Regions from separate parts of the Hordeum vulgare genome. Here regions 1 and 2 are each linked to region 3. The links are chromatin contacts, called in public Hi-C maps. All regions are on one chromosome and are shown on one strand. The core of a region is the stretch at or near the end of the contact, and the rest is flanking DNA. Distances in the headings are between cores, read along the strand shown. Region 1 holds the start of LOC123443917 (protein SGT1 homolog). Region 2 holds the start of LOC123443915 (peroxisomal biogenesis factor 6-like). Region 3 holds the start of LOC123443916 (neutral ceramidase).

Region 1 (3,322 bases), core at 470-2,969, 540 kb before region 3:
ACAAATAACCTCATATTTACATACAATTTTACAGTAGTTGGTTAATGTGATGTAATTGCTGGTATACCAAGCAGTGGCTTGCAGTTGCCTGAATAGCATTTTTACACAGGCAACATAGGGATACTTTGGTTATCACAAAGAAACGGACAATTGGTTACAAACCACATAACTACAGTTTTTTCACAAAGGCAACCGTCATTCATGGCATAAGGCTGGAGAGGAAGGCCCTCACCTCCTTGGCCATGCTAGGACACCGTATCTAACTTCGGGATGATAAGCATGTATTCCATAGTCATTTTATTCCTCATAAATTGACAAATAGGCAAATATTTTGCCTCTGCTTAGCAAGAACTTTTTCCAAGGGCACTTCTATGAGAAAAACAAAAACAAAAGCACGTACAGGACAAATATCTAGATGGAAGGGCAAAAGGGTTAATAATTTGCAACTGGGACGCGCCTTCAGAAAACACCCATATTATCATACGACAGCTCTACATTTGGATGACATTTTACTTTACAGCATGAGGATGGAAATGGAGTTCTATGCAACACTTCAATGATACATGAACAAGTAATAATAAAACAAAGTGCACAAACAACCAAATACTTATTCAGAATACTGAACTGCAAGATAGCAAAATAACAATACTGCAATGATGATACTACCCATATCCTTTATGGTGGTTAAGCGCCTCATAGTTTATATAAATATAACACTTTAAATGCCACCACATTAAGATCCCATTCCTTTTCAAAGTTAAACTGAAGGCCGTGATGTAGGAACAGAAATCAACAAGGCATTTTAACAGCCAGAGATCAAATAACCCACTGATAGAATCTCAGCGTTACCACCCGTTTTGACTAATTTCAAAAGCATATATGAGCAAAAAGCAAGCAATAATCTTAGCAACTCAACAAGTGAGTATCTTTTTTTGGGCGCAAGTCGTGTAATGGCTAAAACTAAACACGCTGCAATGCTATTCTACCCCCTTGTCTTCCCTAGCCTGTGCAAACTGGGCAAGTCAACCCTAACAAATCAGGCTTATTTCACACAAATCAGAGCAACCCACATCGGAGCCCATCTTTTTGACCCACCGACACTTGGGCTCACAACACAAGTAACGTAAAGATTCGGAACGAAAACAAACCGAGCTTATTAGGGCCTAACTCGCTGTCTGAACTCTATAACCAAACCTAGAACCGCACCGACAACGCAACAAGCGACAGCGAATCGAACATCTGCTCCCAGAGCCACACGCAAACATCTCATAGGGGGAAAGCCTTGCGATTCCATCCACATCCACGTCCACGCGGCAAATCGTCACAGGGTTCGGCATAAGCAAACGAATCGAGCCGCAGGGGGGGGGGGGGGGGGGGGGGGGGTTGAGGAGGGAAAGGCGGGAAACACGCACCAGTGTAACTGCCCAGCTTGATGTGAGCCTGGGCTCGGTCGGCGTAGAGCTCCGCGGTGGCTGGGCCAGCCTCGATGGCCTGGGTGTAGAGCTCGGCGGCTAGCTCGAAGTCGTCGTCGACGAAGGCCTCCTTGGCCTTGCTCTCCAGATCCGACGCGGCGGCGGCGGCCATGTCTGCGTCGAGGTGGAGGAAGACCAGACGAAGACTTTGGGGAGCGAATAGAATAGGAGAGGTGATGAATAGAGATCGACGGTATTTGGTGGGGATGGATCCAAGCAAGGGATTGATTGGATTGGATTGGAATTGGAATTGGATTGAGCTGCGTGCGGTTAAACGGCCTCTTAAGGGCCCGTGGGGCTGTTTCTAGAGTGTTCCGGGGGCAGGGCCGGCCAGCCAGGCCGATGGGGGCTTGCAGTTGCAGTGCATATCAAGTTCTCCATCTTTTTTTCTTTTTTTTTGCTTTTGCTTTCCCTTCTGTCTTTTGTGCGGATCAAGCCTTATTGTTTTGCTTTTGGGACCCACCACGTTTCACGAATCATCATTGGTTGATTAGCCTCTTGCAAGCTGTGTTCTTGCAATGGGATTAAAGTTGTCCGTAATGGTAGTATCATAGATAGTATCATACATGCCAACAGACACTTTCGATGAGGTGGCATGGAATTAAATGAAGAAAGAGAGGGTTGAGTATCATATCATGATATCGTATCATATTAAATGATGTGCTACTATGTGTCTTGCATGGCAATAAATGAACTACACTATGATACTAACATATGATACTATGCATTACGGATGTGGTATCATACACTAGTATCATATGCATGATACTAGTATATGATACTACCCATTACAACCAGCCTAAGGGGTGACTTTTTTTTGTCTTGGTGTCTGAGATCGTGATTATAGTAGTAGGGAGCAAAAAAGAAAGGCGCCATGTGCACTCGTGCGTCCTCGATGAAGATTAGAATATAGAAAAAATCACTTCACTAATCTCATCACAGAACTTACTTTGATCACCATACTTCAATTGTAATATAAAATACCTCAAAGACGGTCACTGAAATTGCCTAAGTGGTTCATATACGGACCCCGTTATAGTTTACGTATAGAGTTGAGTTGGCATACAACTGTAGACACGCGGGCTTGCTTCACTCGGACATCGTGGCTTTGACCGTTCAATATGTTTGTGGCTCTAAATACACATGTAACAGTGTCGCCATCGCAGGACGCGTCCTCCTCCATGTCTTCTTCGAGCTCCATCCGGTATGGCATGTGTGGCCGCTCAGTTGTTGTGTCGATAATCACTTGTGAGAGGATCGGTATAGTCGACTAGAGGGGTGATTAAGCGACTAAGAGAAATTTATCCTCTAGATATGCAACTAGGTGGACAATATATATGGCGAGTAACATAAGTAACAAGTGCAAGCAAGAGTAAACAAGAGAAATAAACTTGCACAAAGTAAAGGACCAAAATAACCGCAAGTGGAGTCGATGCAGACGAGGATGTGTTTCTCAAGTTTCTTCTTTTGAGGGAGGTACGTCTATATTGGAGGGGTGTGGAGGCACAATGCCCCTCAAGCATCCCAAGGACTCGCCCTATTCTCCCCATGCCTCGCACGATGCAAGATGATGTGATTTTCACTAACGGTGCCCTTAAAGGTGGCAATTGGAACCTTTTAAAACAAGGTTGGAATTCTCTCCACAACTTAATTAGAGGCTACCAACACCACCATAAAACTTCACCAAAATGAAATGTGGCTCCGAGATACCTCTTCCGAGATACCCAAGAGTAACAAGATCCAGAAGAGAAAGTATGCAGGAATCAAAATTATTTCCGTGAAAGTGTAGGTCCACGTCTCCTCCCTCAATCCCTATCAAATCAATGAGTTTGGTTGGCTAGAGAATAAGA
Region 2 (2,995 bases), core at 279-2,778, 930 kb after region 3:
TTCATCAAAGAACAAATCATCGGTAAGATGATAGTCATATCAATGCAAGTTTTACAAGCTAGTTTTTTTTTCGCGAATACACATGGTTGTGTATCATTCTATTGATAGGTAGAAAGAGAGTTTTGGTACAGAGGTGGCGACTCCCGTCGCCATACACACGAAAACAGAAAATGCATATTCAGCATCTCTACTTTTCGTAATTGTTCATCAATGCGGACAAACTAATGGTGTCCTTATCAAGGAACCCATGGTCGATCCTTTTAACCTGAACGTTTTGTTTCCTGAGGTAATAAAATGGACAAACCCTGACAACAGAAAGGTAGTGGGGCAGGGGCCTCAGTATAACTAAACGTAAAAACAGTAGGTCCACACAACCAACTGATGAACCGCACCAGGGATCATTCCCTGTTTTTTCGGAAAAACTGATGAACCGCACCGAAAATTCTGAATTCTCCGTGTCCCTCAAAATACCAATCAATTGTAGCACAGAAACATGAAACCTATCAATCACAGGACGGGATTAACAAACTAACCAGGGCACTGCTTGCGCTCCCGTATTTGTGTTGGATCTGCATTTGGCATATACAGCGAGAAACAGTTCAGAATCAACTAGACTACAAAATGGCATCCGCAAACCTAAGTGCCCCAATAGTTCCTCACTAACCTGGCGCGAGAACTCGGCGATGTCGAGCAGCATCAGGCGAGCGTCAAAGTGGTGTGCCAGAGCCTTGGCGAGCGACTGGAGGTATGGTTCTGCAAGAACAAGCTGCCCACGTCAAAAGAGACGATCTTTGCGATCAAGCGAACCCACATTAATTACGAGGAGGCGAACCTGAGGGGCCACAGAGCAGTATGGTGCGGCTGGCGGCAGAGAGGACCCGGATGTGGCTGGGCAACGTCGTCTTGCTCAGGTAGGCGTACCCGGCGCTGGTGAGTGCCAGCTTCGTCTCCTCGCTGCAATCAGAAGATAAATAAACAATGTAACGCCTGCTTGATGATTAGCTGCTTTTCCCCAAACACATTCGAATTCCCGTTGACGGCCTACAAGTTAGTAGAACACATGGGTCTACCCACCAAATACCGCCAAGTCGTATACTAATCGGTAATCACTCCTCGCTTTGGAACTTTTTCCAATGAAACCGAGGGGAAAGATCGCACATTTACTTTAATTGACTTTTAATCCTGAAAACGCGCGGAGAGAGCCCACGGACCTGAGGTAGTAGGGGAAGTCGTCGAAGGTGACCCCGATGTCGACCCCGTCGACCACCAGCCGGCGCAGCTCCGCCTCCACCTCCGCGCCGGCGACGCCGCCGTCGTGTGGGGTGGACGCGGCCGTCAGGCGCGCCGACACGAGGCCGATGCCGACGCCGACGCCGACGGTGACGGCGGACGCAAGGAGGCTCCCGTGCTCCATGTGGCCACAGCCGCCGCGGCACCGAGAGTACACGCCGCCGCCTCACGCGCGTGCGCTCGACTTATGATGCACAAGGCATGCAATGTTTTTGGGTTGGGCCAAGGGGCGGATCGATCCGGAGGGGTGGGTGGCGGGGGCTGCTGCTTATATAGAGACGGGGACGTGTTCGTCTGGGTCCCGACGGGTCAACAAGTCCACGGCGTGTCACCGTCACCGGGGATTCGGAATTGCCAGAGGTGCCGACTCGGCTGGATCGCCGATGGAGGGCCGGATTTCGTTCCTGGTCGCCAATCCCGTTTATGCAGAGGAAAATTGCACGTTCATCTACTGACGGAAAGGTTAACAGAGCCTTTTTTTTTTGGCGAAATAGGTTAACAGAGCGTTAACAGCTGGATAAATACGTTACTCTATTTTTTTCGCCTCGTTTCTTCATTATTAAAAGAACACCTCATACTTCACACACACGTAGCAGGCGCGGATATACGTGGGTGATTGCACAAGGACCACAATCTTAGTATTAGCGTTCTTACTTTTTGATTTTTTTAGTATATGTGGTAAGCAATTCAAATGATTTAAAAAATATTAGCGTTCTTTCTAAGTGCAATAGTTTTTCAAAAGAGATTAGCACGAATCGTAGGCCACTATTTAGAGTTTCGGTGATTTGCTTTTAAATAATGCTTCATGGCTTCTCCCTGTTGATCTAATTTCTTTTAAGAGTTCATCTTAAAATAAAAATGAAATGCCAACAAGGTGTTAACAATAGGTCATGCCATATTTGTCAAAAACAATAATAGGTAGGTTCGATGTGTGCAATTAACAAGAGCAATTATACTTGACTGGTGCATCCACGCGAGTACATACACGTGGAATGGGAGCCGATGGACGAGGATAAGTGCACGCGGAACAAACTACATAGCAAGAGACCACTATCTTTCAATTGTTGTTCTTTCTTATTAGTGTAACACTTTTTCGCAAAAAGATACTGAAACGGAAAACACTAATATGTGTATTTTTCCATCTTTACACCCTGGCTCATGTTGCTTTTGATGCATCCCCTTACTATGTTGTATGAGCAAAATTGATGAAGACAAAACGCTAAGCTCCCTAGAATTGAAGGCCTCTCATTCAATTAAGGTCATCAATTTAGAATTGGATCACCGATTTTGACTGAGTTAACAATGTCTCACTTAACTATTTTAATTTACTATGCTCTCTTATTTCATTGAGAAATTAAATATTAGATGCCTCTAATTCAATTAAGGTCACTAATTTGGAATTGGGTCACCGGTTTTGACTGGGTCAACAATGTCTCAAATCAAGTATTAGATTTAGTTCATGATCTTAACTAGGTCAACAATTCTTCAAATCAATTAGAAGCAACCGACTTATAAAAACTTATCAATACTAGGCACCGTCTCATCATCTAGAAAAAATAGCGTTAATATGTGATACTCTAACACCAATATAGTACATGCAGGCACTCACGCAGAAATTTTTCCCATTGCGAAAGCGCACCACAACATCGCATTATATGAATAGAAAAAGACACTCCATCATCTTCCCCATTAACCAAACCTAATA
Region 3 (2,901 bases), core at 363-2,862:
TGCAACTCTAATGCATTGAGCAAGCAACCCATGTGGTGTTTTCCATCATTATATCTGAATATTTCAATTATTTTTGCGCGTAACTCGTGCCAAAATTATGAACAACTTGTGTAGGTTTGCGAGCAACTATCTGATCCACCCCCTACGAAACTTCTCATCACCCCATAGACAACTTCTCATCTGTCCCCACTTATGCAACTAATCAACACCGTGACTTGGCTAGCAACACCCGCACGCTCAGTAGGGTAGGCGGGTGGACTTCCCCAGAAAGAAAAGAACAAGGCTCTCATACCATCCATCCTTATGTAGTTTCAAAATTTGAAATCATGATAGACAACTTAGATCCCACGAAAACTTGTTAACATCGTAGGCATCTTAGGCCCCTTAATGGATAACTTTCATAGTATCGTAGACAACTTACAACTCATGTTAGGCAACCTTCCACCCTATCGTAAACAACTTTCACATTATCATAGACAACTAAAGTATCTAGAATTTTTTTGATGTATGCAATTTAGCAACCATGGTAACCATCTATTAGACTACTGCACACAACTATTAGTAGCCTAGTAGGTGAATTCACTAATAAATCCATCTAGCATCAAAATTGCCCCTATTTAGTATTAAAGTTGCCTCATCTAGCATCGAAGTTGCTTTTGATTTTTTTCTTTAAAACATACTTATATGAGATCTAGTTTTGAAGAGTTCGTCATCAGAAACCCAACGATGAAAACGGATCATAGTTCCGACACGTGGTTTGAAAAATATATATTTTTAATTTCTTTCATACCGAAGTTAATGCATGTTACGTCATCATTGAGGTTCACATGATTACTTACAAATGATGTTGAGTTGCCTAAATACAATAAATTTGTCCCACATAGTTTTTTATGTTGTCTATGATATACTTTTTAGGTAAATTCACTAGTACACATGGTGCAATAAAGTTGCTTATGTTTAGCACTAAAATCGCCTCGACTAGAACCAAAGTTATTTTTTAAAAGAAATCATTGAAATATCTCGTTATGAAATCTAGTTTTAAAGATCTCGTCGCGAGAAACCTAATGATAAATACAGATTTTCGTTCTGACGCTTAGTTTAAGAGTTATATCTTTTTTTTAAAAATACTATAAAATAAAGTGAGATGACATCATCACATGCATATGGAATTCTAATCATCCACCACCTAAGGACGTCAGGTACATCTCGACAAGGAAGGAGTCATGCGCGCAAGTATCGGATACTCGTAGACGTGCGTTCGACGCGACGTAATAATACAGCTGTATTTTTAAGTATTTGAATTATTTTATTTACAATAAACATCGCAATTGGGGTTGGCCGTCCGCAGGCGCAGCCGCACACGTAGCCGAACCCAGGCGTCTTTGTCTTGTTCAGACCAGATTTGCCAAGCAAACAGACCCAATTCATGGAACCATAAACCCGTACAGGGATACCCACCCATTAATGCCTCCTAGTCCCGAACTCATGCTTCATTTAGTAGAGCAACTCTATCGTCTGCCAGATGATGAGATGGACCAAATCAGTCAGATCTACCAGTACGTACCAGAGTACCAGATCAGCCAGACGATGACAACCACAGATCGACGGATACGGCATGTTGCAAGAGCTCCAGGGTACCAGATCTACCAGCTTCTATGCAAATTTCTTCAACAATAAATTCAGGTGTGAACAACCGGCCACCCCGCCGGTAAAACCCAGTCACGCGGAAAAGCGCAAAGCCGGTGGCCGGAGCCGCACTTTCCTTCAGTCCTATCCCACCAGTGGTACCCCACCACGCATCTACCGGCCCGCCCTTTCCGAGCCGTGGCTTGGACGCCACACCCTGTCCGTCGCCGTCTTCGCCACTCCGCCCCTGTCTCCACTGCCACCTCCTACTCATTCCCGCCCGTCTCCCTCACCGCTCGTCAGATTTGATCGACAGCGCCTTGGTGCTACTACTAGTATTAATAAACTGCTCTTATCCAGTGAGCAACGACTGCAAGGTGCCCTGCTTCTTGGAGTTCCCAATCGATCGCGTCGCGTCTCGTCTGCGCTTGGCGTGGGTTTGTTTAATAAACGGCGACGGAGGTGACCAGCCAGTTCAGCAGCAGCAGCTGAAGCCGCCGGGGTTTCCAGTTGAGATTCGCCATTCGCATGGTGAGTTCGCCTGCTCGGGCCTCCTACCCCTTCCTTCCAGCCAGGTCGCGTTGGTTGTTCGTTTCTTTTGTTTGTCTCCCGACGTGTGACAAATTGGACGCGTTTCGCTGGATCAGGCCATTAAATTGCGTGATTGTACTAGGTTTTGATTGTAGTCGGTGTGGATTTGGGGTTGGTTTTGTGCTCCGGTTGGGTTGTCTTGGCTTTGTATCCTGCCAGTGGCAGTGCCCCCAGACTGTCACACTGAAAGTGCTGCTTGTTTGGTGAGAGAGTGGCCGCAACCCGCGTGGCCTTGCTTGTGGAATTTGGCTTACTTTGGACGTTACAGGGGTTGCTTGTCTTGTGAGAGACGCGGCCTTGACGTCCAGTCGCGTTGGTAGGCAATCCCCATTTCAAGGATTTAATAGCGTGCGTGCTCGACCTGGTGATTTAGAAGCAAGTTTAAATGGTGTAATTATCGTGCGATCTGCCCTACTACTATATGTATGTCATGCTCTTGTTGCTTCTGCCGTGACAATGTCGAGGAATCCATATGTCAGGCAACATAAATTTCTTCATGCTCAATAGGTCTCGTCTGCTCATAATGTGTTCATGTAAAGGAACACAGTGAAATTGTGTTGCCACTGTTTTTTTTTAAATTATTTTAGAAGCCCTTATTGGACAGTTTACACCCTTTCCCCTTGCACCATTATGATAGAATGTTCAGCTAGTTTCTCATAGGCTTTCTTCTCTTTTGTAGTGTAC

Evidence for each region. Hi-C and Micro-C count contacts between places; a contact is called where the count stands out from the background.
Region 1: a Hi-C map of seedling shows a contact between it and region 3, with 8 times the contacts expected there. The contact joins the promoter of LOC123443917 here to the promoter of LOC123443916 in region 3. A contact is called at or near these places in 4 of 6 Hi-C or Micro-C datasets (leaf and seedling) and 1 of 1 datasets of contacts at active chromatin or transcription factors (embryo).
Region 2: a contact with region 3 is called in a Hi-C map of leaf, with 2.6 times the contacts expected there. The contact joins the promoter of LOC123443915 here to the promoter of LOC123443916 in region 3. A contact is called at or near these places in 2 of 6 Hi-C or Micro-C datasets (leaf and seedling).

Annotation. Positions count from the first base shown.
Region 1 is chr3H:380,854,312-380,857,633 of MorexV3_pseudomolecules_assembly, reverse strand. LOC123443917 (protein SGT1 homolog) reads right to left here and starts at 1,719. Exons shown (of 10, transcript XM_045120480.1): 1 at 1,413-1,719. The coding sequence starts at 1,584.
Region 2 is chr3H:379,385,446-379,388,440 of MorexV3_pseudomolecules_assembly, reverse strand. It overlaps LOC123443915 (peroxisomal biogenesis factor 6-like), which reads right to left and starts at 1,528. Exons shown (of 16, transcript XM_045120477.1): 1 at 1,212-1,528; 2 at 833-954; 3 at 665-753; 4 at 534-569. The coding sequence starts at 1,414.
Region 3 is chr3H:380,313,364-380,316,264 of MorexV3_pseudomolecules_assembly, reverse strand. It overlaps LOC123443916 (neutral ceramidase), which reads left to right and starts at 1,612. Exons shown (of 10, transcript XM_045120479.1): 1 at 1,612-2,157; 2 at 2,897-2,901.